Linked DNA regions of Mus musculus: all the other regions are linked to region 1. Evidence: chromatin contacts called from public HiChIP or PLAC-seq and promoter capture Hi-C data. All regions are on one chromosome and are shown on one strand. The core of a region is the stretch at or near the end of the contact, and the rest is flanking DNA. Distances in the headings are between cores, read along the strand shown. Region 1 holds the start of Mcm2 (minichromosome maintenance complex component 2). Region 2 has its middle 33 kb from the start of Klf15. Region 3 holds the start of Klf15 (Kruppel-like factor 15). Region 4 holds the start of Cfap100 (cilia and flagella associated protein 100). Region 5 holds the start of Zxdc (ZXD family zinc finger C). Region 6 holds the start of Cnbp (cellular nucleic acid binding protein).

Evidence for each region. Promoter capture Hi-C pulls out the DNA fragments that hold promoters and counts their contacts. HiChIP or PLAC-seq counts read pairs in DNA pulled down with a chosen protein or histone mark.
Region 2: a promoter capture Hi-C map of hippocampal neurons shows a contact between it and region 1, with 4 times the contacts expected there. The contact joins the enhancer-like site here to the promoter of Mcm2 in region 1. A contact is called at or near these places in 6 of 39 promoter capture datasets (the 3T3-L1 cell line, 3T3-L1-derived adipocytes, cranial neural crest and 3 more) and 3 of 115 datasets of contacts at active chromatin or transcription factors (astrocytes, embryonic forebrain and pancreatic cancer cells).
Region 3: a promoter capture Hi-C map of embryonic stem cells shows a contact between it and region 1, with 3 times the contacts expected there. The contact joins the promoter of Klf15 here to the promoter of Mcm2 in region 1. A contact is called at or near these places in 10 of 39 promoter capture datasets (3T3-L1-derived adipocytes, cranial neural crest, embryonic stem cells and 4 more), 1 of 115 datasets of contacts at active chromatin or transcription factors (embryonic stem cells) and 1 of 9 other capture datasets (pancreatic islet).
Region 4: a contact with region 1 is called in a promoter capture Hi-C map of liver, with 4 times the contacts expected there. The contact joins the promoter of Cfap100 here to the promoter of Mcm2 in region 1. A contact is called at or near these places in 6 of 39 promoter capture datasets (the 3T3-L1 cell line, cranial neural crest, embryonic stem cells and 2 more) and 3 of 115 datasets of contacts at active chromatin or transcription factors (embryonic forebrain, embryonic stem cells and kidney).
Region 5: a contact with region 1 is called in a promoter capture Hi-C map of liver, with 2.8 times the contacts expected there. The contact joins the promoter of Zxdc here to the promoter of Mcm2 in region 1. A contact is called at or near these places in 11 of 39 promoter capture datasets (the 3T3-L1 cell line, 3T3-L1-derived adipocytes, the HPC-7 cell line and 7 more), 1 of 484 Hi-C or Micro-C datasets (embryonic stem cells), 1 of 115 datasets of contacts at active chromatin or transcription factors (astrocytes) and 2 of 9 other capture datasets (liver and pancreatic islet).
Region 6: an H3K27ac HiChIP or PLAC-seq map of thymic regulatory T cells shows a contact between it and region 1, with 5 times the contacts expected there. The contact joins the promoter of Cnbp here to the promoter of Mcm2 in region 1. A contact is called at or near these places in 17 of 39 promoter capture datasets (the 3T3-L1 cell line, 3T3-L1-derived adipocytes, the C10 cell line and 13 more), 1 of 484 Hi-C or Micro-C datasets (neutrophils), 4 of 115 datasets of contacts at active chromatin or transcription factors (cardiomyocytes, embryonic stem cells, extraembryonic endoderm stem cells and 1 more) and 1 of 9 other capture datasets (embryonic stem cells).

What each region holds. Positions count from the first base shown.
Region 1 is chr6:88,896,552-88,901,218 of GRCm38.p6, reverse strand. Mcm2 (minichromosome maintenance complex component 2) reads left to right here and starts at 2,439. Exons shown (of 16, transcript NM_008564.2): 1 at 2,439-2,574; 2 at 3,703-3,932. The coding sequence starts at 2,569.
Region 2 is chr6:90,493,054-90,497,720 of GRCm38.p6, reverse strand. No RefSeq gene overlaps it. Among named protein-coding and RNA genes, the nearest start is that of Klf15, 33 kb to the right of the region's middle. Within about 2 kb of position 2,115, at least 48 of the 459 cell types and tissues checked have an H3K27ac peak or open chromatin away from gene starts, as enhancers often do. A contact at or near this core is called in astrocytes, where this site is marked.
Region 3 is chr6:90,459,997-90,464,663 of GRCm38.p6, reverse strand. It overlaps Klf15 (Kruppel-like factor 15), which reads right to left and starts at 2,088. Exons shown (of 3, transcript NM_023184.4): 1 at 1,939-2,088.
Region 4 is chr6:90,425,720-90,430,386 of GRCm38.p6, reverse strand. Cfap100 (cilia and flagella associated protein 100) reads left to right here and starts at 1,907. Exons shown (of 17, transcript NM_173775.3): 1 at 1,907-2,008; 2 at 2,844-2,949. The coding sequence starts at 2,898.
Region 5 is chr6:90,367,490-90,372,156 of GRCm38.p6, reverse strand. It overlaps Zxdc (ZXD family zinc finger C), which reads right to left and starts at 2,663. Exons shown (of 10, transcript NM_173002.3): 1 at 1,589-2,663. The coding sequence starts at 2,498.
Region 6 is chr6:87,848,779-87,853,445 of GRCm38.p6, reverse strand. It overlaps Cnbp (cellular nucleic acid binding protein), which reads left to right and starts at 2,340. Exons shown (of 5, transcript NM_001347325.1): 1 at 2,340-2,542. Gm44064 (WAS/WASL-interacting protein family member 2) reads right to left here and starts at 3,944. Exons shown (of 2, transcript XM_030255689.1): 1 at 3,939-3,944; 2 at 1,133-3,086. The coding sequence starts at 3,944. The coding sequence ends at 2,208.

The DNA.
Region 1 (4,667 bases), core at 1,190-3,689:
TCACAGAAGCTGGCTGTGCCTGCCTGCGCCTACAAGGTCTGTAACAGCCACCCTGAAAACCATCAAGAGCTCCCAACTTCCTGCCAAGAGAATACAGTGCCCTGTTTAGGAATAATAGCAAAATACATGTCCTAGGCCCTCCTTGACCTCCAGGTGTCAAAAAGGCCACAGGAATTGAACTCAGGGCTTCTAACCATGCTCATAACCACTAAGCCTTTTCTCCAGCACCTGTCCCCAAACCCCACTGTCAATCACAAGGGCCTAGGGACTAAGCAAACGGGGTGTGGTGGGATGATATGTTTGTAATCCCAGTGCTCTTGAGGCTGAGACAGAAATATTGTCTCACACACCTTTAATCCCAGCACTTGGGAGGCAGAGGCAGGCGAATTTCTGAGTTCGAGGCCAGCCTGGTCTACAGAGTGAGTTCCAGGACAGCCAGGGCTACACAGAGAAACCCTGTCTCTGAAATAAATAAATAAATAAATAAATAAATAAAAATAAAAATAAAGAACTATCGTCTCAAGTTTGAGGCTAGCCAGGGCTATGTCTCAGAAGAACAGTAACAGTATGTCACTCTGCACTTGACCCTCTGGAATTCGGGGCTCCATGTGTGATGTCTGGGAGATTTTTACGGCATTTGCTGAGTGATGGAGGTCATCGAATGCCTCTTTCCCTCTGGCAGCAGAGGCAGTTGCTCCTCCATCACTGTGGCCTCTGCATACAGGACAGTGTGGCATCCAGGAAGTCACATGAATGGGGATCGGTCAGGTAGTGTTCCTGGCTTGCACCAGTGCAGGGTATGGACAGCTGTGCCCATCTTGGGAACCTAAAGCATGTTTGGGACACTGGGACCCTCCCTATGTCAATCTCACTCGCTGTTCTGATCTTTCAAAATTACAAACCACACCTCTTTCTATCCCATTACAGTAAAGGGATTACCCACCTGCAGGGTCCTTCCAGGCCTGTGGTGACTCTACCCCTCTCCGTTGTCACCAGGTCTAGCAAGGCCCAGGCTACTTGGACTCTTCACAGAATGTGGCTCTGGTTTATCTTGTCCATGACACCCTGCTAGTAAGGATGGGTAAGCATGGAATGGCAGACCAGTAATGAGAGATTCTATAAAGGAGGAAGATAAGTTGTTTTTTGTTTTTTTTTTTTTTAAGAATTGGGTGCTTGTCATATCATTGGAACTTGTAGGGGCCTAGGGGCTTATGGTGGACACAGTCAGCTTTTCAAAGAACATATCCTATTATGGTGGCATAATATGCTTTCTATTTTTTATTTATTTATTTTTGAGTCTCTGGCATATAGATGCAGTACCTTCCTGCATCGATAGCAGCTCTGGGTACCACAGTGGCATCCAGCAGACAAGAGGGTGTGGATTCCTGTCTCAGAGGTCATACTAGCCCATCTCCCTAAGATACCCTTTAGCACCTTGGGGTATCTCTTGTACTATAAAGCCTGCAGATCCCCCTTTCTGAGCGTCCTTCCTGATTTCCTCTCTGCCCTACACTAGGTTCTGTGTGGGATTATTGATGCTGTGCATACAGCAGAAGTCACATCCTGCCCAGTAGCTGAGAACCAGATGCCTAAGACTGTAGGAACAGTAGCAGGCCTCTCACTGGAAGCACTCAGCCTGTCTCTGCCCACCTCGTCAGGTGGTAGCTACTGATTCATCCTACACCTCGATTTAACAGATCCCTCAGGTGACCTCATGTCAGGACAGAGCTCCAACTCCTAGACAGACTGCTAATCTGCAGTCTGAACTCTCCCACCTTTCCTGGGCATTACAAGCTTTGAACCAAGGGAGTGGTAATCCCTATATACTCCCAGCCTTCGCTGTACTGCATCACGCACCAGGCCCTTTTCACCTGGAACATCCTCCCCATACCTTTGCCAACTGCAGCCAAGTACAATTGATTCCCACTTTGATAAAAGCCCACAGCAGCCTGGGTGCTTGAAGGATTGAACCTCAGTGCTTTGGGAGAGGTTGATGCCAAATCAGGAAGAAATCAGAAAACAAGCTGGGCAGTGGTGGCCCACGCCCTTAATCCCAGCACTTGGGAGGCTGAGGCAGGCAGATTTCTGAGTTCGAGGCCAGCCTGGTCTACAGAGTGAGTTCCAGGACAGCTAGGGCTACACAGAGAAACCCCAGCCTCGAAAAACCAAAAAAAAAAAAAAAAAAGAAATCAGGAAACAGTCTCAGTTGCAACAAGTGGCCATACCGACACTTAGATACCTAGGTCACACTCTAGAAGGCCGGATTGGTCCTCAGAGCCACTAGTGACCCAAAGTCCCGCTTCCTTGCCTTAGCGTGGTAAACGCTGAAGGGTTAAGCCTAGGTGTGCAGGAGGCGAGGGCTCAGCCTTTTGAAAGCTGTGGGCGGGGAGCGGGGCGGGGCTTTCTGGTGTGGGCGTGCCCAAACATTCTAGCCCTCCTTCCGCTCTAGATTGACGAGGACGTAGTGACGTCTGAGTCCTCCCGGCGCTTCCCGGGCATGGGCGGGTCACGTGGTCTAGTTTTCGCGCGAAAACCGGTGGCAGCTGGTGCGGTGGAGCTAGCGCAGACATGGCGGTGAGGAATGGGCTGATCCCGGGCGGGCGGTATTCAGCGATCTCGGCTAGCTTGGCCGGTATCTTCCTCTAGTGGCAGGCTTGAGTGCGGGGCTACCTGCACCAGTCTGGGACGGGTCGTCTCTGCTCTCCTCATGTGTCTCTAGGCCCCGGGTTTACACGCACTTATGGTGGTGAGGCTGCAGGAAATGGAACCCAGAGCCCCGCGCATGTAGGGAAAGCCGGCTACCACGTAGCTGCGTGCATCCCTTCTCTCTTGAGAGTCTCATAGCTGGGCCGGGGAGGCGTATGCCTTTAATCCCAGCACTAGGGGGTTACAGGCAAGCGGGTCTTTGAGTTTTACAGAGTGAGTTCCAGGGCAGCCAAACTGCACAGAGAAACCCTTCCTCAAAAAGAAAGAAAGTAGAAAGGGTCCCACTAAGTAACCCAGGCTGGGGTTGAACTCGCTCTGTAGTGCGGGTTAGCCTTGAACTTGGCGATCATCAGGCTTCAGCCTCTAGGTATTTTGGATTTCATGCCTGTGACATCAGGCCCGGCTTTCCTACTCTGTTTTGTTTTTTTTTTTTTTTTTTTTTTTGGTTTTTTGGTTTTTTGGTTTTTTGGTTTTTTTTTTTTTTTTGGTTTTTTCGAGACAGGGTTTCTCTGTATAGCCCTGGCTATCCTGGAACTCACTTTGTAGACCAGGCTGGCCTCGAACTCGGAAATCTACCTGCCTCTGCCTCCCAAGTGCTGGGATTAAAGGCGTGCACCACCACTGCCTGGCTCGGCTTCCCTACTCTTACTGTTAGCGTTTTCATTAAAGGTTAAAGATCTGTTCTTTCCACCATTCACTTCTAGAATAGTGTTCCTTGATGCCTCTTTTATCTTCACCTCTTGTTTCAGCACCCAGCATATTGTGGGGTTTGGGCTAAGTGGGGTGTGAAAATAGATTATAAACAGGTTTTTAAAAAAAACTACATAGCCCCCGAGGTTTTTCATAAGACAGACATGGACAGATCTGAGGGACTAATATGTCCCTGAGAACAATGCCTAGTGTACAGGAGACAGACTGTGGGAAGGCCCCATGGTAACCAGGAGGCTGTCAGCCTGTGTCCCTCCAGTGTCTGATGGCAGACTTTTTCTCCTACAGGAGTCTTCTGAGTCTCTCTCAGCATCTAGCCCTGCCCGTCAGCGGCGCCGGATCAGTGATCCCCTCACCTCCAGCCCAGGCCGCAGCTCCAGACGTGCTGACGCCCTGACCTCCAGCCCTGGCAGAGACCTCCCCCCATTTGAAGATGAGTCTGAGGGGCTGCTGGGCACAGAGGGGCCCATGGAGGAAGAAGAGGATGGAGAGGAACTCATTGGTGATGGCATGGAGAGGTAGGCTGTGGTTAGGTGGCTTAGCAGAAGGACCCCCCCCCCCCCCCCCCCCCGTGTCTGGTGGCCTGGCCTTGGGGACCCATGAGTGTATGAGCCAACCTGGTGACTTTGCCTTTGTATATGGCTTGGTTGGGATGTGGAGGTTCATCACCCACTGGGAAGATGCATTTAGCTCACTGTATACACCTCAGACTAGACCCTAAAGCCCAGGCAAGCCCCCGCTTAGGAGAAGGGGACCCATAGAGTCTGATCTGAAGAGCCCTGAAGGGTGGCACCAACTCGGAAAGATGGTTCAGTCAGCAAACTTGCACCCAGCCTGCATCAGGCTCTGGGTCACAAGTGTTCAGAGTTGTAAGCAGACATACAGAAGGTGACTGAGGCCGTCAGGAAACTGAGCTTTGCCAGGAGGTAGGGAGATCTCCCTTACCGACACCAGTTATGTGGCCACTTAGGAGGCTTTTGGCACCTTGCTTTTGTACCTTTCCGTAGGGGATATCTGAGGGGTATGAGCCATCACTGGGCTGTCTGCACCATCTGGTTCTTTTCTTTACACACTGCCAGGCTAGGTGTGAAGAGACTGGGTCTGCAGTGAGTGTCCATGGACTGATGGAGTTGATCATCCTGGGCTCAGCAGCAAGGGCTTTCCTGCAGAGTTGCTGGGGGGGCCGCGGGGGGGGGTAGGGGGGCTCCAGGGCCACCTCCTCTTCTTTAAAGTGAGAGACACTTTAGAGATGT
Region 2 (4,667 bases), core at 866-3,365, 1.6 Mb before region 1:
TCTTATGTTTATTGGTATTTTAGAAGGAATCTTTTGAACTTACGGAACACTTCTAAGATAATTTAAAATTTTATTTTATGTGTGCTTTGTCTGCACTTATCTCTGTATACCATGCATGTACAGTGGCCATGGAGGTCTGAAGAGAGCATTATATGCCCTAGAACTGAAGTTATAGATGGGTGTGAACTGCCACAGTTGTGCTGGGAACCAAACCCAGGTCCTCTGAAAGAGCAGAAAGCAATCTTAATCACTGAGCCTTCTCTCCCACTCCTGCTGAACATTTCTTAGCTTTAGTAGTTTTCACTAGTTGATCCCTAACTCTGGAAGAAGGAGGAGGAGGAGGAAGAAGAAGAGGAGGAGGAGGAGGAGAAGAGGGAGAAGGAGGAGGAGGAGGAGAAGAGGGAGAAGGAGGAGGAGGAAGAAGGAAAGGAGGAAGAAGAGGAGGAGGAAGGAGAGGAGGAAGGAGAGGAGGAAGAGAAGGGGAAGGAAAGGACGAAGGAGAGGAGGAGGAGGGGGAGGAGGGGGAGGAGGAGGAAGAAGAGGAGGAAAGCATCCCCCTGGAAAAATGATCCTCACCTCTACTGCTAATGTTTATATCTCTGATAGTTTCTAGGCAACATCATTGGTTAGGATCTCTGATACACTATGAAGATTAGACAGGAAATTTTTTCTGTACCAGAAGGAACGTGACTCCATTGAATGCTGACCAATCACTGAGCTGTTTTACAAGGCAAAACCTTTGCACACGTTAAGGTGGTTTGGTCCTCCTGGTAACACTGAAGACCAAGTTCCATCGTGACCCAAGGTTAAAGAAGCTGGAGCATGGTGAGCACTAAAGGAGACTAACCCACAGCTAGGAGACGGGACTGGATCAAGTCCAGAGCTACCTGTACTGTTCTGCGTGTTGTTCTGACCTCCCCCCACCCCATAGTGTAATGGGTGGAAGTATGCTTCAAGCCCCTGCACGATCAAGTTCAAAACTTTGAATGCATGCCCACAAACTTATTTCTGTGGGGTAGGACAGACTCCTAGTTGTCCCAGGCAGGTTTCTATCACGTGACAAAATACCGGGCCTGGGAACATGAAAGAAGAGACCTTGGATTCTACTGTCGGAAGACTGAGCAGCCTCTTGGTTGCACTTTCTGGGGCTGAAGTGAGGTGGGTCTAACCTGGTGGTGTGGATGGGAGCTGACTTCATGGTAGTCAGGGAAGGAGAACAGAGAAGCCAGGACAGGATGCAGCCCAAGGGCATGCCCCCAGTGACCTACTTCCTGCTTTTAGGCCCTGACTCCTAGTATTTCTACCACCTCCCAAAATAGCATCCACAGCTGGAGATCCAGGCTGCAACCCTTGGGCCCACGGGGACTCTTTATATGCAGCGGGAACATGACTGGCTTTGATAAGAATTGTCTTTGTTTCATAAACACAATTGTCTGTTTCTCACTGTGCCTAGTAATCTAGTGAGTTACATTGATCAATTTTGTAATGATTCATGCCACATTCTTTAGTGGTCTTTAATTTTGTCACAGGGGATTATTTTCATATTCTGCTATATTTGTTTTGCTGGGAAGTGAGATTTCTTGGGTTCTACATTATTTACATTTTAAGTATCTTGGGTACTTGACAGTTCTTTAGAAAATTATTTTTCCTTGAGATATTTAAGTGTCCACATTCTCCTTTTGTGAGGAAAATGGGGTAAAATGTTCTTTACCATGCTTTTCCTTCTGGACTCTTGTATGACACCTCTGTCACCAAAACTCTTAGTCCCCTTCCTTTAGTTGGGGCCAGGGTTTCCTCTGTGGCCAGTGAAGCAGTGGGAAGACTTAGGGTAGTATTGGGAGCTGTGGAGAGAGTCCCAGTTTCCCAGCTGGGAGGCTGAGTCACTCGCAGTCTGTGTGAACTTGATAAGTCTGCCTCCCTGTAATGGCCCCTTTGCCTTTTCCCAGAGAAAGAGAGGCTCCAAATGGGTGCCCCCAGCTCACTTACTTCATTATCTTGAGCCTGGCTCTCAACCCCAGGCCTGGGGGGGAGACAGAGCGCCTTTGAGCTCAGGCTGGCGCGAAGGAGGGCCTGAGTCCTGGGCTACCAAAGTGTCAAAGAGAGAATGCTTTGAAGAGGCCCTGCCCTTCCTGAGGCTAAGGCTTAGCTCCTGTCATCCCTCAGGGATTCTGCTGTGGTGGGACAGGGGTGTTCTTGCCAGCTACTTGTTGTGTGTGCTTTCTTCTTTCCTTAGTCCGCCCCCCCCCCCCTGTCTGTTTCCTCTATAGCCCCTTGTATGAGCTTTACTGGGGCTACAGAAAGAGGCACTGTTTGGTGTGGAGCCAACACAAACTCCAGCTTGCTCTGGAGCCTCTGTCCCCCACTTGAGACTCAATCACCACAATCAGTCTGCGCATGGGAACCTCCCTTAAGGGACCCACGGTCCCTGGCTCTAAGATGCTGGTCAACACCCTAACCACTGTTGTGTGCTTAGCTCAGTCTCACAAAAGAAGAACTGGGTCTCAGCACTGAAAGTCCTGATTCATTCCCTCTATATACCAGTGCTTCTTGGCCTTCCTAATTCTGTGATCCTTTGATACAGATCCTCATGTTGTGGTGACCCCAACCATAAAATTATTTTCATTGCTATGTCATCACTGTAATTTTGCGACTCTTATGAATCATCGACAGAGTGTGGCAAAGGGGTCAGCACCTACAGGTTGAGAACTGCTGTTCTATACCCTAAAAACCACATAAAGACTTTACTCTTCCTGCTCCTCTGGGCCTGCTGTCCCCTGCCCCCTAGTCTTCAATTCCACCCAGAAGTTTGACTCTTCTCTCCTGCCCCAGACTGCCCAGCATTCAGAGCAGACTCCATTCTGCCCTGCTGGATCCACATTAGTTAATGGCTCACTGTGCACAGCTACCCAGGATTGCACAGGGCTTTGCTCCCACTTACCCTCATGTATGGGTAGAAGTTCTACTGCTATGGACAAAGCAGGGGTTCCTGTGTGAACCCATCTCAGCCTCTGGGTTACCAAGTTTTATGGCCATCTTCTCACTCCTGGAAACTTCTAGGAAAATCACACATGGAACAGGAAGGAGGTGCGGGGTGGAGCAGCACACAGGGCAATGTGTGAGCGGTCATGCAGGTGGCAGCAGGACGGGAGAGTGGGCCATGGGGAAAGGGCCAGGGCCCACTGGGTTGCAAAGAGTGAGCTAACTTGAGATTTAGGGGCTCAGATGTCTTTTCTCTGTGTGAATAGTTAGTAATGAAGATGATGAGACAGGCCTGCTTGAGAAGAGATTTTGAAGGCAGAGTCAGCAGGAACACTGGAGCAAATACTAAAACGGCTTGTGGGTTCACGGCCTTTTGTTGAGCTGGGGAAAAAAAGAGGAACAGGCTTGGTATGGCCAAGAGAATTTCAGGCAGAAGGTGGCTTAGGCTGCTACTGGTGCAAATCATTACCAAAACAACTCAGGGAGGAGACGGTTTATTTGGCTTATACATCCACATCAGTGTTCATCATCAAAGGAAGTCAGGATAGGAACTCAAACAGGATAGGAGCCTGGAAGCAGGAGCTGATGCAGAGACCGTGGAGGCGTGCTGCTTATGGCCTGTTCCCCATGGCTTGCTCAGCCTGCTTTCTTTTTTTTTTAATTAATTAATTTATTTATTATTAAATATTTTCTTTACATACATTTCAAATGCTATCCCGAACGTACCCTCCCTCTGCCCTGCTCCCCTACCCACCCACTCCTGCTTCTTGGCCCTGGCATTCCCCTGTATTGGGGCATATAAAGTTTGCAATACCAAGGGGCCTCTCTTCCCAGTGATGGCCAACTAGGCCATCTTCTGCTACATATGCAGCTAGAGACACGAGCTCTGGGGTTACTGGTTAGTTCATGGATCAGCCTGCTTTCTTATAGAACACAGGACCACCAGGATGATACCACCCACAATTGGGCTGGGCCCTCCCCCATCAATAACTAATTTAAAAAATGCCCTATACTTCACACTTTTAAATGTCCTTAGTACACTTTCTAGGAGTTTTCTTCAGTGGCTTACTATTTAGGGTATTACTTTTGGGGGTGGCATGGTTAGGGGGGAATAGGAGTTGTTACAGAAGCTTTCTGTTTCCCTCTTTTTCAACTATGCATTTTCTGTTATTGATATCACTGCAAAATCTTTTTTGCTCTTTTTTACAGTGTGGCTTCTGGTGGGGATGCTGGAGGGGAAGGACTTAGTTTTCTTTAGGGGGGAAGCCACTGGGAGCCTGAGCATGTTCTACTGAGTGTATACACAACACAAATTAGACCTTTGTGTGTGTGTGTGGTTTTTGTTTTGTTTATTGTGCTTGGGATGGGGTGGACATGGAAGGACTGAGAAGTGATTGTGATTAAGGTATATGATGTGAATTTCCCAAAGAATCAGTAAAAATACTATGTTGAAGAAGAAGAAGAAGAAGAAGAAGAAGAAGAAGAAGAAGAAGAAGAAGAAGAAGAAATAATAATTCCTTACAGTTGGACTTATGGAGGCATTGTCTCAATTGAGATTTTCTTCCTTTCAATGACTTTCAATGGCTCTAGCTTGGGTCAAATAACATAAAACCTAGCTAACCCAATAGGCTTGGAGGTAGGTGGGATATGGGAATTCATCTGAGCCATAGATGCTTTCCCAGATCCGG
Region 3 (4,667 bases), core at 839-3,338, 1.6 Mb before region 1:
GTGTCCCAGGACCCAGAAAAGGACCACCTAAGATCTCCTGCAATGAGATGTGACTGGAGACGGACACACTACAACACTGAGCGATCAGTCGATCGGTCACACGCTTTCAAAGGAGATTGTGGTATCGATTTTTGAACCGATAGAAACGGAGGTCTGATATGAAAGTGAGCAGCAATTTGGGTGGGCATAGTGACTCATGCCTATAATCATGGCACTCAGGAGGCTGAGGCCAGAGAATCATAAATTCAAAGGCAACCACGTGGGATCCCACTGAAACACAGAAGGAGGGAGAGGGAGAACAGGTAAGAAAGTAGGGTGACAAAATAGAATTACATCGGAAGGAGCCCCTCCCCCCAAAATGTTTCAGATTCTTCCAGGACTCAGAGTACTAGGGCCCTGCCCGCGCCCAAACTGCCCCTCTAACTGTTCCAGGCCTGGATCACCCTACTGAGCCCTGGCTTTGGCGCCAATGGCCCCCTTTGTGGAAGTCCTGGCTCTCTTAGCATTCCAGATGGGAGCTCATTATTTAAATCTCAACTCAGAAGCCACTCCCACCTTGGACAAGCCACCAGGATTATATTCTTCACGGTCAGGTATCACTGTGAAAACTGTCTTGTATGCTCAAGCCCCACCAGAATACAAGCAGTCTTGACTGTTCACTACAGGGCTAGATCTAGAGTCAAAACCAGACCTAGCCTTTGCTGAATGTTTCCAGAATCCAGGAGTAAATGCAGGAGTGGAGTGGCCCTAACCGGTTATAACACAGGATCTTAAAACAGTGCTGAGCAACCCTGGGGACACTGAAGTACTGAAGGCCCAGGGGATCCAGGACTTCCTGGACCCAGGACTTGAAAGCCCAAGTGCCAGCGATCAAGCCGGTCCCAGAAAAACAGCAGCACGTGGCGTAGCCAGAGGCGCAGGCTGCGTGCAGGGGGAGGGGGCACCCTGTTCTGGGCACGGTCCCCGGCAGGCCGCTGGACTCCGCCCCCTCTCTTAGCCGGCCAGGCCTGCTGTTTATCCTCCCGGGGACACAGCGGCTGTAGGAACAACATGTAATTGATAACAAGCCGAGAGCCGGCCAAGGGCTAGCCATTGGGTCAGCGTGCAAATCACGGGGGTGGCGAATGGGGGCCGGTCTTCAAAATAAGAGTCTTCTCCCTGAGGAGTCCGAAGGCCCCAAAGTTACTGCCATTCTCGCACCTGTAGGGCGGCGGGGACTCCCCATGGTCGGGGGCAATATCTGAAGGACTCAGTCAAACATTTGAGATTTCACCTTCCCATACCGTGGTAGCAAACCTCCCCTGTGCCCTCCAGGGGAGAATGTTTCCAAGAGGGATGACCTGCCCCCTGCGGCTGCTACCCTCAGCGGTCCCTCCGGTAATGTTTGTTCAGAGGGGCCTGAGGACTCTGCGTGGGGATACGGAACATAAGCGCACGCTGCGGGTACGCGCAAATGGGTGTGAGTTTGTGTCGTGTGATTGCGTGTGCTGGGCGCAGTGCAGCCGTGCGGGTGTCCGCCAGGTGCCCGCGCGTGGGTGCCCACCCGTGGGTGTGAAGTACGTGGGAAGGAGGTGGCTCGGACTCTGGCGCACAGCTTCGGAGAGTACCTTACCCTCCGCCCAGTGACCCCCTTCGCGTCCCCTCTTAGGCCACCGCAACAGTGACCGACAGTAACCTCTCCGCCCCTTGGTCTCCAGGCCCCGCCATATGGGAGCGCAGGTCCAGGAGTGCCACGGACGCGCGTGGGCTCCGCGGGCAGAAGCTGCGCACACCGGATTTGCCCTTTGCAGGCCCGGCGCGCTCACGGGGGTCCCCGCATTTCCGGGGTCCCCTCATTTCCCGGGCCTCCGCGCGTGGTTCCTACAGCGCGCGCCAGGGGACGGCCCGTGATCCCCAAGGGAGGACCCACGCGGCCGCGGTACATCGCGCGTCTCCCACCTGGACTCCGCGTCGCCTGGCGCGGCCTCGCGCGTGCGGCCCGGCTCCGTATGCGGCCGCGCGTCCAGCGCTCCTGGCCGCAGCCCGCACTCCCTGCGGCCGAGCTGGGCGCTCGCCGCTCGCCGCTCTCCCCGCTCTCCGGCCGCTCACGTGACGCCGCGGGCGCCGCGAAGGCTCGCAGGAGGCTCGGCCTCGGGCGCGCGCCCCATTGGCTAGCGCCGCGCGTCACGCGCCCCCGCCCCGCCTCGGCCGCACCCTCCCGCTGCCCACGCGCTCTCCGGTCTCTTCGTGGATCTGCACTGGGTCCTCCGATGCGCACGTGAGACGGGTTCTAGAATCCACTGAAAGCCCGCAGAGTCCCGAAGTGCAGACCACGTGGGACCTCGGGAGCGGAATCGTCCCTGCAACCCCCTCCGCATTCCTAACAAGGCCCGATCTAGTAGGGACCGTGTCTAAAGGGACCAATTGTAAAAATACATCTGGTCTTTCCTCCAGCGGTCATGGTTACTCACGGGAATGGACGCTCACTGCGCTACCCTAGACTTCTGCGACTGACAAACTGCGGAGGTTTGCTGACCACCACCAGTGGCGGCACCTCCCCAAAGACTGCAGGGTGCTTCTGATCTGCAGAGGGAGTTCCAGATTGCAGTCCCAAGCCATCATAGACAGCTTTTGCACCGGTTTAATGAGGAAAGTGAAGCCCAAGAAAACACGTGAGCAGAGAGTGCTGGGTACCCTGCTGTGCACTTTAGCCTACACTGCCTGGCTTCAAACCCGGGCGGCGTGAAAAAACCCGCTGAGAGCGAGCGTGGGCCTTCTTAGCCAAGCAGATAGAGGGCCAGGCACAGCCAGGTCTGTCTTGTCTTTCCCCTGCTTCTTAATACCCAGGACATTTGGACAGACCTTCCTTCCTGGCGCTTCCTACCTGACACTGCGAGGTGGCCAGCCTTTCCCCTTGCTTCTCCAAGCCGTCCCTGTTGGGGCCAGGATTTTTAGCCAGATCCCTTAAATAAGGATCTGAGGATTCTCCAGGTGAGTGCCCATGATCCAGCAGTTAAACTGAGTCTTAGCCAGAGCACGGAAGGAGTCTGTGCTTAGCACAAGATGGTCATCAACGTTCTGATTGATCATAGGCCCAGTCTGAGTCTTCCCCAGTATTCTACAGCCAGTGAATAGCTAGCCAGGGCTAGCACGCAGAGCAGGTGGGGTTGGCTAGTCCATAAAGTTGATTGATCCTATCTTGTCAAGGGAGGGCAGGGTCAGGCTGGGCCAGCACACTTCTCCATAGCCCTGCCTACCCTGGGCTCTGCATTCCTCACACTCTGTCTGTCCAATGTCTCCCACCCCCAGGGAGAAGTGCAGTCAAAGATCAGAAGCTTGAAAGCAACAGTGTAGCTGAGCGGCCTCAGTCCACAGGGAAGATGCCCCAGCTGTCTAGAAGCCATGGCCAACCTAGGACATTCTGCCTAAACCTGAGTCACATTAGGCATCCTTGCTTCAGAACCTTCCCAGGGCTCCCAGCTCACTCACAGGAAGTATATATAACCCCATTCTCTCAGCCTTCCTCAGTCTCTTTTGGGTCCCTTTGTTCCATGACCTCTCTTTCTCAGGTTAACCTGCCAGGCGCAAGCTCAGGACCTTTGTACATGCTGTTTGTCTGAGTATGATTCCCTTCCCAACATTCCCATGGCTCCCTCCTTCACTCAAGTGGCATCTTCAAGGGAGCCTGCATTTGCCCCCTGCTCCCTGCTGCATCCCCCACCCCCCATTTTCCTATCCAGTTTAACAGTTCTGGAGACTTACTATTTTCTAATGTATTAGAAGTTTTTATTTTATTCTGTAAACTCTTGTCTCCTACGGAGAATGTAAGTGGCATAGCAGAAATTTCTATGTGTTCCCAGCCCAGGACTAGAATTTGCATCCCCAGCATCATGTAAAGGTCAGGTAGGTCTTGAAGCTGTCTGTAATTTTAGGACACAGAGGGCAGAGGAGGCAGGATTCCTAGAGCAAGCTGCCCGCTGGACCAGCTGAAATCTGTGAGCTCTGGGTTTGGCAAGAGACCCTGCCTTGATGAATTTAGTGGAGAGAGGTGGGAAGAGTCACCAAATCTTAGCTTCAGGCTTCCACATGCATATATCCACATATGATGTGTGCCCACATATACAAACATGCATGCTCACACCACACACAGAGAAAAGAATTAAATAGGCTTCCAGGGACTTACCCCCTAAACAGGAGATAGTTGGTTCCTGGGGAAATCAGAACAATTTTCTTGTAAGAAGCATAAAAACTCCCACAGAACCTTCCAGAGTTTGCCTTCATGTCTGCTGTGCTCCCTCTCTGCTTCACCAGCAAGGTCTGATCATCCATGCATTCTCAGACAGCAGTCATATAAATCCTAAGCCAGCTTTAGCTCCCACCATAGCCTAGATACCTCTGCATGTGCATCACACTCCAGGGCCAGGATCAGCCTCAGTGCAAGGCATTCCTGTTGACTGAGGGAAGAGGGCACTCGATCCTGACCACCTGAAGGCTCCCATGAGCAGCAACACACTCATTTCCCACCATCTAGACAGAAAAACAACCCAGTGTAGCAGGAAGGACTTATGCACTGTTTTTCAGTCATAGCTAGGCACCAGGGCATCCGACTTGCAAGGCAGACTCTCCCTTGTGCTACATTTCCACTCTTACTAAAGAGGAGGAAAAGAAAACCAGGTGGTAGGTGTAAG
Region 4 (4,667 bases), core at 658-3,157, 1.5 Mb before region 1:
CCTCTGAGCTCTCCCACCCCGTAAGTAAAAATTTGTTTAAATTTCCATACCATGCCACATCTTCTAGATGATCTCTTCTCTAACCTTCCGAGGAACCAAGAGGCACAGCAGAAAGCTTATCGTCTTTACCGAGCACGCCTCCAGGCTTCCCCGATCTCTGGTACGAGACACATCGTTTTGAATAATGCATAAGATCCACAAGAGGTGGGAGTTGGAGCGTGTCTGGGTAACTGCCTTCACCGGTGTTGACGTAAAACCAGCTCTGCTTCACAGGAAGTAACTAGCCAAACACTGAGCGGCTATGGCCGAGGAACACAGACTTGGGTTACAAGGAAGGGTGTGGAGCTCTCTGCTGTGGGCCTCAGATGCCATCTGAGGACATTCTCGGCCTTTGTGTTGGTAGAAGTTAGAGGTGTGAACATTCCGAGAAGAGTTATGTAACAGTTACAAGAATGTTCTGTCAATCACAGTGGCTGTTTCGAGGGCTAGTATTACCTCAGATAATTTTGGCTCTAGATTTGCAGCATTCCAACTCTCCGCAGTCTTTGAGGTTTCACCGATCACTCTGGCTTGTACAATGTTGAACACAGTGTGCCTTTCTTCTAGGATCTTAGGCTCACATTGGTTCCTCATGCTGAGGGGTGGTGGTTCAGAACCGGACCTAGTCATCAGGATGGTAGTAAGTACTGAATGGATCTGCGCTGAGAACAATACCTGGCTTAAAGGACACCCTGTGAGGGTTCACCGGGGACTCAGGACAGGTGTGCTAACACCAGGAATGGTAGCACCCTCATTTGTTCTCTTTTGGTGGCTTATTTTTCTAAATTCGTAAAAGCCCTCGTGGTGTGAAAGATGAATGATTTCTGAAATATTTGCTTGACTGGTTGAATAAATAAGCACTCCAAACCTGGTGCAGGTTTTACTGTTGTTCTTCCTTCCTTCCTTCCTTCCTTCCTTCCTTCCTTCCTTCCTTCCTTCCTTCCTTCTTTCCTCCCTCCCTCCCTCCCTCCCTCCCTCCCTCCCTCCCTCCCTCTCTCTCTCTTTCTCTTCCTTCCTTCTCTCTTTCTCTCTTTTTCTTTCCTTCTTCCTTCTTCTTTCTTCTTCCTTTCTTTCTTCCTATTATTTTTGTTTTGTTTTGTAGTTTGTCTGGCTATTTTGACAGCCTACTGGGAAGCTGAGGCCAGAATATTGGGAATTCTAGACCACAGTGTAAGGGCCCTCCTCCAACACCAGGCAGGGAGCCACTTGCTTGCAAAGAGTATTTAACACTAGCTGCATAAAAAACAAACAAACAAACAAACAAACAAACAAACAAACAAAACCAACAAACCACATATGCAGGGCCCACCCTTTCTTCCTGGCTCCCCCATGCCCAGCGCTGGACTGCCCTGCGGGATACTGTCCCTTTGGTGATTCAAGGGTCCCTGACCCATTCCAGGATCCTTCTACACTCCTACCCCTGGCCTTCTTGCCTTGGTTCTATCTCTCCACCCACTGGGTGGCGCCAGCGACCCTGAGTAGCGCCAGGAGCTAAGGGAGACTGTCTTTGGCACATTCCTAGCCTGTAGACTGTTTTACCGTCGTCCTCCCCGGCCCCAAGACTCCTAAATATTCTCTGAAGAGCCAGGCTGTTGTCTGTGCCCTAGCTGCAACAAAATCCTTTACGGATGGGCAGGAGAATCTGGGGGTGAAAGAAGCTAGTGCGCTGGGCAAACGTACCCTGTCCCCGGGTTGCAGGGTTGCAACAACCCGGATCGCTCTGCTTCTAGTCGTTGTCCCTTCCCTGAGTCCGTGTCTTCTGCTCTTTAGCTGCCACAGTCCTGCACAGTACTCCGCGCCCGCCGGCCCGCCAGCCCGCCCAGTGTGCCCGGGCCCGCCTCCGGGGCTTTATGACATCACAGCTCCTGTGAGAATAGTTGCCTTGGCGTCGCAAACGCAGTTCAGGACCAGAAGACTGGAGAATTGCCGACCGAGGCTTCGGAGCAAGCTGAGTGCACGCGGCTGGTTGGTGCGCGCGGGGCTGGGCCAGGGGGCTTGGGGGTGGGCTCCAGCGGGGTGGCTGTGGGGCTCTGGTCCGAGATCAAATACTCTATTGGGTCCCTTGCAAGGCTTTGCGTCCTTCGGTGCTCTTTTCCACTTTATCTATGACAGGCCCCATTTAAGCACTGGTCCATTCCCTTGCTGCTGCATTCTTGCCCCAGGGTGTGGTGTGCCAAGAGAAGCTGGGGTGTTAGGAGGCAGGATTCTCTGGTAGTGTTTTGGCTGAGGTAGAGATGCTCAGACTGCAAGCAATCCTGGGCTCCACCCTCGGCCCTGCTTCGTTGAGATTTGGAACACTAGTTGAGCTTCTGCAAACAGGAAAACTCACTTCATTTTGAAGGGAACCTAGCATAGCATAGCGTCGGGAGCTCTAACAGGTGGAACAGAGGGCTTGCTTCCGTGCAGATTGCATTCTGGAAGACATATGCAATAAAAGTCTTGTAAGAGGTAACCACTTGACCTTGTAAAGAAGAAAACGAAGGGTCATTACATGCATTGGTGCAGGAAGGTCTCTCAGAGTGACATCTGAGCCCAGTTTTAAAGGGAGAAGTCCCGCCCCTCACCCTTCCAACCTCACCTAGGTGAGAGGCTCCCCAGAGGCTCCAGGCAGACCAAAGCTGGTGTGTTCCGAGAACAGGAAGATATGGGCCAGCCTTGCCCAGGAGGGGAATAGTAGATTCCATTAAACCTGGATACAGGGAATAGGCAGTGTTAGTCCACATAGTGGAAATGCAAGTCACTCAGTTCAAAGTGGGCTGTGGGTTTGGGGGAACCATCCTCTCAAGTACTGTGTCACTCTCCAGGCGAGAATCTGCTTCAGCTAAGGCCAAGCTTTGCACACCGGTTGGTCCTCAGCCATGGCGTTCAAGGCACGGTCCTCTAGGTTCTCCGTGAAAATGGTTGAAGACAGTAAGTACTGAGCTGGGTGGGGGCTCCTGGAGGGCAAAAGGAACCCTGGGACAGTTTGGTGTAAACTCACTCAAATACTGACGTAGTTCTAAAGCAACACTGTGCATGCTTTTCCTGTGGCTATCGTGATGCAGAACCCCACCTAGGGCTTCATGGCTTAGCTGGTAGAAGCCTGTTGCACAGCTTTGACTGCCATGAGAAAAAGGAGCACAGGGCTGGTGCCTTCTGAGGTTTGTGGAGAGTCTGACCCAGGTGCCTCTGCCTTCTGTTGGGCACTTGGCATCCTGACTGCCCTTGGCCTTAAGGGCGCCACCCACTTCTGCCTTTGCTCTTCCATAGAGTTCCTCCAGTGTGTGTCTGTGCCCCAGTGTCGTCCTTCTTATCACTGTGAACTTGGGTGTATGCTAGAATGTTCTCAGCTTTCCTAAACACATCTGCAATGGCCTTTATTTACAAACAAGGCTGCATTTTGAGGTACTGTGGGGATACGGACTTCCGTGCATGAACTTGAAAGAACACATAGTAGACAGTAGCAGGTAGGGAGAGATGCCACTGTAAAAGCAAGCCTCTCTACTTCTTTTCTGCTGTGGCTGCTAGGCTGAGTCTAGAGGAGGAGAGCTGGCTGGTCCCCAGGTCAAGTGACATGGATGCTTGTCAGTGCTCACACTAGGAAACTGTGAGGTGGACAGTGTTATCATTCCTGCATTGTCTGCTCCCTTCAGCTTTCAAATCAGAGCCACCTCTTTTCTTTTTCTTTTTTCTTCTGCTTAAAAAAAATGTGTTTTTAGGGCAAGTCCTCCATAGTCCAAACCTATTGGAAAGCCTACCTCCAACATCTCCCCGGACACCACAGTGATGCTCAGAGCCATCTCCAAGCGAGCTCTGTTCACATCTGAGCAGAAACATGAGTCTACAGCTTGTCTTTTCCCCCACATAATAAAAAATGCCCTCCCACCCCTGCCTTTCCCGTGAACGGTGGTATATCCCTGTAACGCCAGCACTGGGGCAATGCAGCAAGAGGATGGTGGTGAGCTTGAGGCTAGCCTGGGCTACATAAGGAGACCCTACTGAGGATTGTGAGTCTGAGGCCAGCTTGGGCTACATAAAGAAACCCTGTTGCAAAAAAAAGCTTTATTTTAAAACAAAACTGGAGACATTTCATGCTTCCGAGCAGACTCAGAATCCCACGGCATGAACGGAATGTGCTTCATCACCAGCTGCTACCAATGGAGACTTTGTGTGATTTCACAAGATGAACTATTATACACACTTGCTCCCTAAAGGATATTTAGAGCCCCCACTCTCCCATAGTCTCTCTCCTTTTAAAAACAAGGCTGCAAACAGATGATGTCGCCTCTCATCCTAGAACAGTACATGGTCAAAGCAACTTGGGAAGGAATGGCTTTATTTTGCTCACAGTTCCATATAACAGTTCATGAGGGCAGGAATTTGGAGGCAGGAGCTGACTGATGGAGAGGCCATGGAGGAGAAGGGTTTATTGGCTAACTCTCCACGGGCCTGCTTTCTTATAGTTCCCAAGAGATAGCACACAAATGGGCTGGGCCCTCTCCTAACTGATCAATATATATATATATATATATTTAAATGCCTTACAGCTGGATCTTATGGGGACAGTTTCTCAGCTGAGGCTCCCTTCTCTCGGATGACTCACTCTAGCTTGGGTTAAGTTGATAGCAAACTAGCCAGTATACTAGCCC
Region 5 (4,667 bases), core at 1,414-3,913, 1.5 Mb before region 1:
CAGCTTTGCAGGGCTGCAACCATCCTACTAGCTCAGATTTTCTGTCCCACTAGAGTGGGAATCTGCATCCTCCACACTTTTCAATTCCCTCCAGCTTCTGCAACTGACACCCCGCATCTTACCATCTGGTTCCTCTTTATCTTTTACCCATTTATTCAGGTTGCCAGCTTCACCTCTGTTCTCACAGCCCCATCTCTAAAATACAATCACTATACAGCCCTACATACAAGTAACAGCCCAGGGAATTTCTGCTCCATCCAAAAATCCTCTTCCTTAGCCTCAAGCTGTCTGCTTTGCTATTTAGGGTATATGTGATTAGGTTAATCCAAACATTAGCATTCTCTGCCTTAGCAACAGTCCTCACCACCCCCTATCAATAGGCAAGCTCTTTCACCCTGACTCTGTGATCTTTTCCTGAAGCCCCACACCATTCCCACTGCCACTTCCTAGCTCATGTTGTCAAAACAACCTCTCCTTGACTGGACACGAAAAGGTGGTGTTCCCCTGCTCCTTCTCCCAGCTTCTATGGAAGCCTAAGTGATCTGCCAGCACAAGACCCTCAGGGGCACCTCATGCTTTTAAGTGAGTGGACCCCTGTCCTTCCCAGTATGATAGAGAATGGTGCTACCTTTGCTAGGGTGAGAGCAGCCATCATCATTCTCGGATTAGGAAATGACTGCATGTTTTCAATCATCAGCCTGATGATTTCTACATCAGACTCTATCAGATATGATGTGCACGCTAGAATACAACAGTAGAATCTGTTGCTTGTACAAGTTAAGTCTGGTTCTTCCTCCCAGCCCCATACAACACACAAGATATCCTTTTCAGGTGCTATACCCTACATATAATAATAATCTTCATATGAGAATAATCTACAATGCACATTACTAGTGCAGAGTGTATATAAATGTTAATGTGCAAGCTAGATGCTGGCTAAAAGTAAAAAGAACAGACATGATTCCAGAAACTGATTAGTCTGTCAAAAATCAGTATAAAAGACACAAAAACAGCTGTGTCACACACCGGCTCCTGATGAAGGAGCATCACTCTATTCATAATATTGGAAAGGACAGGGGTCTGATCCAATGTTCGAGGCGTCCTTGGGAGCTCTGTGTCCTCTAATCAATGGGGCTTCCAGAGAGGCTGGAGAGGGACCAGAGAAGCACCAATGTGTGCTCATTCCCTCAGTATTTTAAGGTGGCATATTTCGATTTATGTATCTTGGACCTCTGACTCCTCTGGTATTGTTGAACGAGTAGACTGAGAAAAATAAAGTCCTGACTCAACTCTGAGAAGAGGTCACTTCCAATGTAAGCATCTTAACAAAGGTTTGTACCCTCCCCACGGATAGCTGCGATTGTGCATGCCACTTGGCTGTAGGAACCCAGAGCTTCATATCTAAGTACCTGAAAGGGACTTCAAAACAAACACGGGAGTGTTTTTGCCTTATTCTCATTTAGATCAGGGCGCGTAACGCCTCCACCCCGACCTCCGCAAACCCTGCCCAAACAAGCGACAGTTTGGCCCTTGGGTCCAGACCCCGCCGGGTCCCGCCCGCCCCGGCAGGTCCGCGTCTCCAGCTTACCGGGGAAATCACACTTGTAAGGCCGCTCGGGCTCGAAGTGGCTGCGCTGGTGGGAGTTGAGCTTGGCGTGTGTGGGGAAGCGCTCGGCGCACACCTCGCACTTGAACAAGCTCTCCTGCTCGTGGCCCTTCATGTGCGCCTTGAGGTTGTAGACGGTGGTGAACTTCTTGCCGCAGCCGCCCACCGGGCAGCTAAAGGGACGCAGCTTGTCATGCGACTGCAGGTGCCGTTTGAGCTTGTAGGAGGTGGTGAAGGCCCAGCCGCAGCCATCCAGCGGGCACTTGAAGGGCCGCCGGCCCTGGAGGCTGCCGTGCGTCAGCAGGTGCACCTTCAACTGGTGCTTCTTGGCGAAGCTCAGCGCGCACTGCGGCTCCGGACAGCGGTAGGCCGGGGAGCCAGCGCTAGCGGCCACCGGCCCGCGGCGGGACGCAGCAGCGCTCGAGGGCTCCAGGCCCGGGGTGGTCGCGGGATGCAGGCTCGGGGCGGCTGGCGCGGGCGCCGCAGCCAGCGTGAAGACGCCGCGGTCGAAGCGCACCAGGAGGTCCTGGTTGTGGATGGTGACCGTGCCTGCCAGAGCTGCGCCGGGGGCGGCGGCCGGGACCTGTTCCGTGGGGCTCGCGCCCGAATCGGGCTCGGCCTCCTCCTGACCATGGGTGTCGGCCGCGCGCGGCACTTCCAGCAGTACCACGAAGGAGTCGCCGCCGTCCTCCGGGGGCGGCGGGCTGGGCCCCGGGGCCTCCTCTGGACGCGGCCCGGGCCCGCCATCTTCCGGGCCCCTCAGCAGCAGCAGGCGACGGCGCCCGGGACCGGCACCGAGGGACGGCCCCGCGCCGCGGCGAAGTCGGCTCGGGCCACCGCCATGTTGGTCTCCGCGCGTGGCCGGGGCGGCCAGCACCGCCGGGAGGTCCATCTTAGGCCCAGCTGAGGCGTCCGAACCGCAGCCACCGGAGAAGAGCTGCCCAGCCCTGCCAGGCATGCGCGCGACACCTAGGGTCCGCCCCCCGGGAGCCTCTGTCAAAGCTGAGCTTAGACTACAGCCCAGAGTCGCATCTCGAGCTGCGCGTGCGCAGGAGCCGTGGGCGTGGGCGTGGCGCGCGAGGGCTGTCGGGACTGTAGTCACGAGGAAGCCCAGGGGCTGGAGCAGGGGCGGAGCCTCCAACTTGTCTTGTGCTTGGAGTCCCAACTTGGAAAAAGAGGGTCTTCAGATTTGGGCTCCTACTTTTGCATCTGGGTAGCGCAAAGGAATGAAAACTGATTGCGTTTCTTAAGAGTTCCTGTGCCCTCTGTACTTTGAAAATACGAGCTAATTCAACCTGTGATTGCCAAGTGTAAGGAAACAAGTCAAGTTTACCTGTGGCCACATGATCCAGAACTGACACTCAGGCTTTGAACCTCTCCACTTTGCTTGTCATCTCTCTATGACCTCGCCGAAGAGCGCGTCTATCTGCTGCTACTGTGCCACCGACCTGATTTGCCCTGTAGCAGGTCCTGATGGGATCCCTACCTAAACCACTAAAGACATTCCGTGTTTCCTTGATATATGTCTGCCTTCTAAGTTGCTGGTTGTTCCCTGAATTCCACAATCCCCCTTGTCTCATACGGATTCATCTGGAATCACACCACTCCTGTCATCACCACTCAAATTCAAACTTATTTCACTCCTAGGTTCTCAAATAGCTAAGGAACCTGTCTTCCGCTCCACCTTTACCCAACTGTCTCCCCGCCCCCACCCATTCCAGTCCTTTCTGCCTCCAGCCTGTTTTCTGTAGGTCAGGCTTTAGTCTTCTGAAAGTTCAAATACTATTAAAACTTTGCCAACCTGCCATTTGCACCTACACTGGTTTACCCCCATTTCCCACCAATTTGCCCCTTAAAATGCAAGGGTATCTCCCTCCCCCTGTGTCTCCCTGAAGAGGGATGGAAATATGTCTACACAAAAACTACTTGCATGCTTATAGTAATCTTTGTTACAACAACTCGCCAGGGGAAACAATGCAAGTGTTCATTGTCAGATGAATATATATTCATACAGTGGAATATTTTTGAGCAATTACAGAGTTTTGCAAGTTATGTCATGACCAAACCTATGAAAAATATTTCAGCCACAAAAGAGAATGTGCTATAATGCCATTTATATGAAATGTCTAGAAGAGCTAAGTTATACAGACAGTAGATTAGTGGGAGATGGGGAATTAGGGCTAGCCTCTAATAGGGATGGGTTCTCCAAGGAGCAAAAGTTTTTGGCATTAAAAGTGTTGATTGAACAGCACATCTGATATACAAAAGCTACTGACAACAAATGACAGCAATGACACGTCTGTATGCTTCTATTAAAAATACATTTAAAAAATGAGCACAGAAATAGCACATCTGTTTGTGAAAAACCTTACCTGTCTGTATATGTGCTTATGCACTCTGTGATGGTTTGGATATGCTCGAGCCAGGAAGTGGCACTATTAGAAGGTATTGGAGTAGGTGTGTCACTGTGGGTGTGGGCTATAAGACCCTCCTCCTAGCTGCCTGGAAGTCAGTATTCTGCTAGCAGTCTTCAGATGAAGATGTAGAACTCTCTGCTCCACCTGTACCATGCCTGCCTGGATGCTGCCATGTTCCTGCCTTGTTGATAATAGACTGAAGCTCTGAACCCGTAAGCCAGCTCCAATCAAATGTTGTCCTTATAAGAGTTGCCTTGGTCATAGTGTCTGTTTACAGCAGTAAAGACCTAACTAAGACAGAAATTGGTACCAGGGCCTGGGGTGTTACTGTGATAGGTGTTGCCATGGTTTTGTTTGGAAGAATGTGGATTTGGGGACTTTGGATTTGGAAAGCCGTGTAATGCTTTAAATGGAGTTTAATGAGCTATCCTAGTAGGAATAGGGAAGATGTTGTTGCTGTGAGTGATTTCAACTGTGCAGACTTGGCCCAAGAGGTTTTAGGGGAGAAGACCTCAATATGTGGCCTAGAGACTGTTTTTGTAGTATTTTGGTGAAGAACGAGGCTGCTTTTTGCCCTTGTCTGAAGAGTCTGCCTAAGGCTAAGGTGAAGAGATTCAGATTAAGTGCATTGACAAAGTCTCAGA
Region 6 (4,667 bases), core at 1,091-3,590, 1.0 Mb after region 1:
ATGGGTAAAACACATCCCAAGGGCAGAGACTAGAGCAGGAGTCTATTTCTTCAGCATCATTGACAGCTTAACTTAAAAAAATATACTTTATTTATATATTTTTGTATGTATACGCTTGTGTATATTTGGAAATGTGCTATCCCATGTGTATAGAGGTCAGAGGACAAGTTGGGGGCGGAGGAGCATCCATTCTTTCCTTCTCACATCTGGGTTCAGAGATCAAGCCCAGGCTGTGAAACCAGGCAGTGACAATGTTACTTGGTGAACCGTCTTGGTTGACCCACAGCTCAGCTTTTGGTAAAGCTGTTTTGTTTTGTTTTGTTTTTCTGCCTTATTTTTAAACATTTTGTGTGAAATGGGTGGACATATTCAGTAACTACAAGTTAACTTCCATTATAGATCTCCTTGCCAACTATCACAGTGCCTCATGGCCAGTCTGGTTCCATGAATAGTGATAATTAGAGAATGTTGGGCGCCAAGTGAAGAGTCATCAGTTGTCACACCACCACGCCCAGTTTCAAAGCAATTTTTAATATAAGAAACATTCCATCCCTGGGCCTAAAAGAAAGATCAAACAGTTTATGTGTGATTGTGCTTAAAATGGTAAATTAGGAACAAGTCAAAAAATTATTAATTTAGACTGGTATGATGTCATGCACCTTTAATTCTAGTAGAAAGAGGTAAAGGCAGGCAGATATCTTTGAGTTCGAGGCCAGGCAAGACTACATAGTGAGATCCTGTCTTAAAAGCAAAAAGCAGTTTAGGGTTCTCGTGTTTTGAAGCAGTAGGGGCTTCATATATAGCTTTGCCTTATACATACTCACTGCTAGAATTTATGAAGATGCTGCTTGTCTGCAGTTGCTTTATCTGCAACGCTCTGTGAGTTCAAGATCAGCATGGTCTATGAGTAGTGAGTTGCAGGATGGCCAGGGCCATGTAGAGACCCTGCCTCAAACAACGAGAACAACAACAAAGATTTATGTGTATGTGGCTGGGTATATTTATGTGCACCTCCTAAGTTAGAGGACATTAGATCCTCTGGACCTGGAGTTATATGTAGTTGTTAGTAGGATATAGGTGTTGGGAACTGAATTCTGGTTCTCTTCAATAGCAGCATGTGTTGTTGCTGGTGTTTTTTTTTTTTTTTTGTTTTTTGTTTTTGTTTTTTTTTGCTTATTTTGAGACTGGGTCTGACTATGGTTGAACATTTTGTTCTTCTGTTGAAATGGAATCTAGAGTCTTGTGCGAGACAAATGCTCTTCTAAACCATATCTACAGCCCAAAGGTCTTACTATGTAGCTATGGCTGACCTGGGACTTGTTATGTAGATTAGATGAACTTGGACTGACAAGAGATCCTACTGCCTCTACTTCTCAAGTGCAAGCGACTAAAGGTATGCACCACCACGCCTGGCTGCTCTCAACTTCTAAGTCATTTCTGCAGGCCCATGTGTAAGTTTAAAGAGTAAGTCGCTAGCGGAAACTAAAATCTAGACAAATTTTAGTACTTTTTAGAACTCAAGAGACTTGAGATTTCCAGATTCTTCATGTTTGTATTAAAAAAATCATTAAAACGGGACAGAGTTCTAGAATGCTTTAGTTTATATAGAAATTGTCTTCAGGGTGTGTGGTAACGCTAGGGAATCAAACCCAGGACTTACAGGAAAAATTTATCTTCTGCTTTGAGGACCTATGACTACACACACAATCTATTTTGGAGACACCATGAAATGCAAACGACGGTCACTCCTGAATGGGGCAGCCCAGGCAATAACTTTCTTGGCCTCCTCTCATCCACAAATCCTAGGGATGTCATTCATTATGGGTCACAAGAAGTGTTGTGACACAAATCACCTGTCACCATCTTCAACCTCATTAGGCATTTTCATTTGGGGCTATTGCAAGCCAGGGGCACTAGCAGCGCGCTGTCGGTTTATACCCAGGAAACACAAAACCCAAACGCATCTCATGGACCGTAACGGTAGCCACAGCCGCTTCTATGATCAGGCCACTAAGACCTTCCCCCAAACCTAAGTGTGTGTGTATTGGAACCTGGTCTGCTTCTGAGCCCCACCAGGCTTAGGGGAGGCCGGGCAGGGGGAGATTGGCTCCCGCAAGCTGCGACCACTGCCCGGATCAGCCCCGTAGGCTGGAGAGAACCAGCAAAGGTTCGAGGGACGAACTGCTAGTAGGAAAGCAGCGAACCACTCATCGTAGACACGGAACCCAGGTACGGGCGGGAAGGCCGCGAGCGCTGCGGGCCGGAAGAGGCTGGGCGTGGAGCAGTCCGCCCCGCCCCTGCCGCCCTCGCGCGAGGCCGCGCTCCCAGCGGGCGATTCTGATTGGCTGGCCTGGCTTCCTGCGCTGATTGGATCCGTGGGCGAGGCGGAGGAGAGCCGTGCGCAGCGGCGTGTGTGGGGCCGTGTGCAGACCCGCGTGTGGCGCAGGCAAGGACCCTGAAAATAAACAGCCGCTGCTTTGCGAGTCGCCTTCTTGGTTCTTCGTCCGAGTCTCCTCCGCTGTGGGCAGCTCAGACGCCGAAGGTGAGAGGCGAGGGTGTAGCCTGCGCAACGGAGGTGGCGGGGTTGGTGCGGCCGAGACGGACGGAGGGCCGGAACTGCGAGGCGCGATGGCGGCCGCACCTCGGCCTGCGCCCTGCTGCGTCAGGCGCGGGGCTCGGCCCGAGCGGCGTCTCGGCTCCAGTTTCTGGCCCGCCGTACTGTGGCGGGCGTCCTGTCCGTCCTGCGGCGCTGGCACTAGGGCTGGAGCGTGGGGCCCTCTCTTGGCCCCGAGGGCCACGCAGGCCTCATCCGTGTGGCGACGAGGCCCGGCGCCCTTGGGGCCGAGGCGAGGAGAGTCGCGCGCGGGCCTAGCGCCGAGGGCCAGTGTGGCGGGAACTCCTGGAACGGGGCGGTGTGGCGGGGGCGAGAGCCTGGTCGAGGTGGAGGTCCCCAGGCCGAGCGCCCGGTGGAGGCCTGGCGGGCCATGTGCCAGCGGCTGCGGGGCCTCAGGACCTGGCCTGTGACGAAGCCCGCGCACGCCGCTGTAAGGCTTGGGAGTCTGGATTCGGTTCTCTGTACTGGCGACCTTTATTCAAACTCCTGATTTCTTGTAGTTCGTATTCTTAAGCAGCTTATTCGACATCGTTAGTCAAAAGAAACCACCTTTCCCTGGATCGATGAGAGTCAAGTCTTAGGTCCCTCACCCCCCCCCCCCCTTTTTTTTTTTAATGGAGCGGGAACCGGGTGGATAGGACCCGTAGGTTGTCAGGCCTTTAAGGCCATCAGGGTGGCAGAAGTCCTTGCCAATATTTCTCGGATTAAATGGATATAAATTACAAGAAAGCCTCGGAAGTAGAGTTGGCAAAGATCAATCTAGATTTTTCATTACCGTGAAAACCTGTTTTAGGACGGTTTAATCGTTCTCACTTGGGTTTAGGTGTTGATTTTATAGGTGAAGCCTTTTGCCTGTTGCCACATGTCAAGCACATGGCCTCGGCCACCAGGCACTTTCAGAGGAAGTGACTACATCTGGGGTGGGGGTGGGGGTCTTGGAAAAGGAGACATTGCACAGCAATCGGCTGGTTAGGTTTTTGCAATATTCTTGAAGACACAAAATAGACAAGAAACCACGACACTCAATCTGACTGCATTAAAGTAAAAGGGAATTAAGTTATATCCCCAATTTACCCCCAGATGTAGTTTTATGTGATAAAAATTACCATTTCCTGTTGCTTGACCCAATTCTGGAGAGACTTATGACAATGGATTAATTTTAAATTTGCAAATTTGTTAGCCATTTGCTCCTAGTATATATTGAATTTAAGATTTTGAAAGTTTTAAAAAAAGATACATAAACTGTGATCCTTATCACTTTATTCTTTAAGTCTGAAAAACTGAAAGTTACTTTGGTTAAAATTCAAGCTTATCAAATTGTAACCCGCATAGTCCTAGGTGCTTTTTTTTTTCTTTTAAAGCTTAAGTTTGCTGCTTGTCTACAAGGAACTCTTTGTATGCTGGACTATAAAAGGAATAATTTATTGGAATCCCAAGGGCTGAATTAAGGGCTTAATTTTTCCCTCAAATTACAACTCGTAACAAGTTTTTAAAACTCTTAACAGTACGATATCTGGCTATTTACCTCCTACTTCACATTAGGAAATTATTGTATTTGGATTATTTTCATATTAATACCAAGAGGTAAATTATTTCAAAGAGATGTGCAGTTTGTAAAATGTTTTAAGCCAAGTCAGCTGAAGACCAAGGGCTTATATTCTGGCAGTTGAACAACTGCAAATGTTAAGATTTTGTAATGATGTATGGCTTTTTACCTTTTAGACCTAAAAACATATAGTGAATAAGGCACTGCTGGAGTGATTGTTAGGTGAATGCATTTCCAGAGAGATTTTGCCTCCCTCTACTCCCTCCTGACAGTAAGTTGAGAACCAGAGTACTAACACCAAGCAAGGCACCCTGGCTGACTATGTGGAGAATGCTCTTTTCCACACTGCCTCACTTAATAGGGCTCTTGTTTTGGCACTGTCTAACTTCAGGTTGCTAAATACTTGGGATAATAAAGTGAACTTATGGCCTCATGCAAATAGGAAGGCTTTGCACATTATGAATACAAGCCAGGTGTGGTGATAAAGGCCTATTCCATCCCAGTACT